2 separate regions of the Macaca mulatta genome follow, and region 2 is linked to region 1. A link is a contact called in public Hi-C data. All regions are on one chromosome and are shown on one strand. Each heading gives the region's core, a stretch centred on a gene start, on an enhancer-like site or on the middle of the called end of the contact. The rest is flanking DNA. Distances are from core to core; before and after follow the strand shown. Region 1 holds the start of TRERF1 (transcriptional regulating factor 1). Region 2 overlaps TRERF1 (transcriptional regulating factor 1).

Region 1 (2,598 bases), core at 54-2,553:
GTCTCCTCCGCCCATGACCTCATGCTTTAAGCTCCCATATAGCCTCCCTCCGCCCAATCCACACCCAGCGCCCGGGTGGGGGTGGGGTGGGGGACACTGGCGAAGGTCTGGGTTGCGGGAGGTCATTCTTCTTGCGCGAGATTTTGGGGGAAGGGGCGCAACGATTTCCCCCATGGAAAAAAAAAATGGATGGTGTAACTTTCTGTAGTGCAAAAAATACTGTCTTGCCCTCGAGACAGATGCCTCGAACCCGGCTCGAGGTGGTCTGTTTAGCTGAACTACCTTTGGCTCACGTTTCCACTGACCAGGAAAGAAGCTTGGAAATGCAGGGATATCAGGCCAGGTTCCCTGGCACCTGGGCCGACCACTGCCACGCCTTCGCGGGACCTGGGGGCAGTCCTGCTGTTGCCCTCCACCCCCGGCCCGCACCGCCAAGGTTTGAACCTTTGGCTCGCCTTTCAGCCCGCGCCCTGCCCCCTCCTCGCAGCTGCTCCCGGTTTGGGTGCAGCGGTTTCCCCCGCAGAGGAGGAGGAGGCAAGAGCGACGGAGCGACTCCGGGCTCGGGTTTCCGCACCAATGCCGAGCAGCCCCGGGCGGCCCCCGGCGGCCTTCCCTCCTCCCCGGCACCACGTTCCACAGTCATGGCGCGCGAGGAGGGGCGAGCGCGCGCGGCGGCTGCACCCGCGCCCCCTCTCCTCCCCTCCCCTCCGCCGCCCGGCCCCTCTCCTAGGCAACCTCCCTCCCTGGCCTGCTGCGCCCGCCGCGGCGATGGAGACCCCTCCCCAGAGAGCTGCTCTTCCAGCGCGGTCTACTGCACCCCTTCCCCGCCCCCATCGGGGCGGAGGGATGGAGACGCGCGCTTCGCGAACCTCCAGCCCCTTCTCCGGAGCCCCAGCCCTCTCCCAGCCCCACCGAGGCCAGGGTGCAGTGGGGGTGGGCGCGGACCGTCTCCTCGCAGCCCGCCTCGACCTCGGCATCTTTGCAGACCCTTAGAAAAATAAACAAACCCCCTCCCAAACCCCAGTCGTTTGCTTGCAAAGCGCGTTACAATAACCGGGACGGCTACGCAGGAAGCAATCCTGCACTGGTCTGGGTTTAAGGCGGCAGCTTCCCGGCCACGCTGCCTTCTCCCCGGCCTCGATTTTCCGGCCACGCCGGAGAGTCCGCTGCACCTCGGGGCTGACAGGTCCCGCTCGCGCAGGGCCGCAACTGGGCCCGTGTCCCCCGTCCCATCCTCGTCCAGAGACTCGCCAGCCTACAAAAGGTGCAACCTCACGCACACGCAAAGCGCACAAATAAAGTCAGCAGCGCACCGCCGCGAAGGCTGCGAACAATGCGCCGGGCTGCCCGCGCCCGCCGGAGCGCTGCGCCCCGGGGGAAAGGGGACGCGGGCGGGGGCCGCGGCGGAGGACCAGCCGGCCGCGGCGCTGGACACCTTACTTCCTGCTTCCCCGCCCGCGGCCAGACCCAGCTCTGCGGAGGGATATCTCTCCCCTCCTCGGTCCCTCTCCCTCCCTTCCCCCGCCCTCCCCCCTTTTTGCTCCTGCTCCCCCCCCCACCCCGCCTTTCTCCTTTTGCAAGAAAATAATTTGACAGTCGATTTGCTGACAGGGGAGGAATTTGCATCCTGGATTTAAAAAAAAAAAAAAAAAGGCCGAGAGGAGCTTGGGAACGGTTGCTAGGGGTGGGTAATGGGTGAAAAAAGGGGGGTACCGGGGAGCGGATAAGGAGGGTTAAGGGAGGGGGCGAGGATGGGGAGCAATGCAAAGGTAAGGCCAGGTTACCGCGGCTCGGCCCCGAGTGGGCTGCGGCCGGGGGAGGGGCGAGAGATACATATGTATTTCTGTCTCCCCAGCACACCCCCTTCCCTCTAAGCGATGGCTGAGAGGCGGTGCATGCAGATGGGGAGTAAGTTTCCTGAAGGGGAGGGTGGATGCACGCGCGCAGCCCGGCGCTGCAAATTTCCACCGGGGAGGGAGAACGGCTGGATGCGGAGAGTTTGGAGTTGCTTGCGGCGGAGGGCAGGAAGGGGAACAGGGCTGGGAAAGGGGGCTGGCGGGCGCTATATCTGGGAGTAAGTTTCCAGCATCAGGAGAGCCTGCACGCTTGCTCACTAGTAAGTTTCTGGCCGGGGAGGGCGCATGGGGAGGAGGAGAGGGAGGGGTGCATGTATATAGAAGGGGGGAGGGGGGGAGCAGATTTCCTGCGGGGAGGCTGAATGCATATGGAGAGTAGATTTCCTGAAGGGAGGGTGGAGGCGTAGACGGACCGAGTAAGTTTCTTGCTGGGGTGGTGGAGGAGGTGGTGGGTTGGTGCTTTGGAAACCCAAAGCTTCCTACCCCGGGTGGGGGAGCACACTCTTGCGGCGGGGCGAGGGGCCAGGTTCCCTGCTGGGGAGAGGGGCTTGCATCTGGGGAGTATGTTTCCTGGCGGAGCGATATTTGTTTACAGGCTGAGGGCAGTACTGTAAGTGAGTAGCGCTGAGAGAAGGCGGCTGACATAAATTAATATTGAAATTACTCCATCAGCTCTGCTCGCCCCCCATCTCACCCCCCAAGCGGAGACTGGTCTTCTCGTCGGATTGCCCATGCACTTGTT
Region 2 (2,598 bases), core at 68-2,567, 180 kb after region 1:
CCAAAGGGAGCCTTGAAAATCCTCCCACAGCCCAGAGTCAGCAGGAAAGCCAGGGCTGTGAGGGAGTAAGAGCGAACCATTCACTGCGCAGAGGAAGATTTAGGTGCTAACCGCCGTCATTGGCAGCACATGTCCACGATAATCGGGTAACTGGATTATAAAATACCCACTGGAATTATTTAGAAGACTAATCAGAAAGCATTTAGAACAACAACGGTGCTAAAAAGAAGACGGCAAACTGCGGCCCACGTCCTGGAGAGCCGCCCTTGGCTCCTGCCTGCTTGGGGGAGCTGGGAGTGAGCTGGAGTAAGAGGAGCCCCCAGGGGAGTCAAGTGAAGCTTCCTTGACAGAGCCCAGAGGAAGGCTGGACTAAAACACAAGCCAAAGCATTTGGAGAATTGTGTATACAGTCTGTAACTGACGGCCCAGGGTCAGAAAAAGGAAAATCTTTTTGGTTTTTCTTCCTCAAACAAGCAATGGTGGTCTGGCCGGAGCAGGGTGTTACCCCTTCTGAATTGTAAGCAAACAAGTTCTGCGGAGACCTTGGCCAAAGTCAACTTCCTCTCCTGATGTATCTCTCTGTCTGTCTCTCTGGTTCAAAGGGTGGCCCTTAGGACAGATATCCTCCTTGCAGACTGCGGCCTTGTCTCCTGGTGCCCCAGGGCAGGGGGTGGGGTGTGGAGAGACTTTGATGCTCTAGAACAGGGGTCAAGCAAACCATGGGTCAGGCCAGATCCAGCCCACACCTATTCTTCTACTGCCTGTGAGTGAAGAAGGATTTTTACATTTTTAATTGGTTGAAGAAAAATCAAAAGAAGAACAGCATTTGGCATGTGAAAATTATATAAAATTCAAGTTTCAGTGTCCATAAATAAAGTTGTATTGGAACACAGCCACGCCCATTCGTTTATATATGGTCTGTGGCCGCTTTCACGCTACCGTGGCAGCGTTGTGACAGAAACCATCTGCATGGGCCCCAAAGCTGAAAATATTTACTAGTTGGCCCTGTATAGAAAAAGTGTGCTGGGAGGTCTCTGTAGAGTCTTGTTATTTTCTACAGCACTCCATAAATTTGGTGCTTTAGGGCACTATGCCCTCAACAGAAACTAGTAAATTCTGTCTCTCAGTCCATGTCAGAGGCATGGGACCTGCAGAGGGGAACAAGCCACTCTAGGTCTCCTTTGCCTGGCACAGTGTTGCAGTTCAGTGAGCGTTTGTTGAGCATCTGCTATGTCCCAGTCCCTGAGGACACCACATGGGCAGGCTGCTGTCCCTGCGTCACAGTGACTGGGCAGCCAGTCGGGAGATAGGCATGGAAGTGGGTCGCCTGACTGTGACATGGTCAGTGCAGAGGAAAGGCGGACACAGGCTCTGTGGGAGTGTAGAGTGGCACCTTAAGTTCTGAGTGGGCATTTCTTTGTTGAGCCCACCCTGGAGTCCTGCTCTAAGGAAGAAACTGACTGAAGAAATGGGAAAGTAGCAGTTCTGTTAATTAGTTCATGAATGAAAAAGCTCCTGGTACAAATTACCCAGTAGGAATTGTTACACATAATGAGCAAAACGGTTACCTTGTTAGAAAAATAATAGAGACTTGAATCCTGAGTTGGTATTATAAGAATTCTGGGAGATTGACTAATCCACCAAGAACAACAGTTTCCAGGTTTTAAATGATATGTTTAAAATAGCCTTTTGGCAAGATGCTAAACCACGGCCTAGCACGCTACCATCTGTATAAGAGGGGCTGTGCACCAGTATTCTTCTATGAGCATAAAGTGTCTCTGGGAGGATATATAAGAACCTAATTCACTGTCCCAGAAGGGGTGCTGGGTGGCTAGGGATGGGGGTGGAGGGAGACTTTTCACATATGCTTTTATTTTTACAATTTGCATGATTTTCACTTTATTTACAAGCATTTGTTTGGGATAATTTTTGCTGTTTTGCATATCCATTTTAACCTTTTGAATTTTGAACCATGTGAACCTAGTACCTATTCAAAAAATATTACATTTAATGTAAAATAAAAAGCACATGGTTTTGCCATTATCTCCCTACGGTGTTTTAGGAAAAATCATTTTCTCTCTTTTTTTTAATTTTATTTATTTATTTATTTATTTATTTTTATTTTTATTTATTTATTTATTTATTTTGAGACAGAGTCTCTGTTGTACAATGGCTTGATCTCAGCTTACTGCAACCTTCACCTCCAGGGTTCAAGCGATTCTTGTGCCTTAGCCTCCCAAGTAGCTGGGACTATAGGCATGCACCACCACGCCTGGCTAATTTTTGTGTTCTTTTTTTTAGTAGAGACAGGGTTTTGCCATGTTTGCCAGGCTGTTCTCGAACTCCTGGCCTCAAGTAATCCGCTCGCCTTGGCCTCCCAAAGTGCTAGGATTACAGGCTTGAGCCCAGCCATTTTCCCCTTCTTTCATTGAACAAATGAGGCTTGATTGCCTACCATCAGCAAGGCACTGCTCTGGGCCCAGAAATTACATCTCTGGGCCTCTGTTTCTTCCTCTGTAACATGGAGAGACCAGATCATCTCTGGGGCAGTGGTCTTCAACTTGAGTGTGCATCGGACTCACCAAGAGGGCTCATTAA

What was found. Hi-C and Micro-C count contacts between places; a contact is called where the count stands out from the background.
Region 2: a contact with region 1 is called in a Hi-C map of fetal cortical plate, with 2.6 times the contacts expected there. The contact joins the enhancer-like site here to the promoter of TRERF1 in region 1. A contact is called at or near these places in 3 of 14 Hi-C or Micro-C datasets (fetal cortex germinal zone, fetal cortical plate and liver).

What each region holds. Positions count from the first base shown.
Region 1 is chr4:139,692,491-139,695,088 of T2T-MMU8v2.0, forward strand. TRERF1 (transcriptional regulating factor 1) reads left to right here and starts at 1,304. Exons shown (of 17, transcript XM_077999962.1): 1 at 1,304-1,684; 2 at 2,529-2,598.
Region 2 is chr4:139,870,159-139,872,756 of T2T-MMU8v2.0, forward strand. All of the region lies in intron 4 of TRERF1 (transcriptional regulating factor 1), which reads left to right. Among named protein-coding and RNA genes, the nearest start is that of MRPS10, 58 kb to the right of the region's middle. Within about 2 kb of position 1,318, at least 5 of the 40 cell types and tissues checked have an H3K27ac peak or open chromatin away from gene starts, as enhancers often do. A contact at or near this core is called in fetal cortical plate, where this site is marked.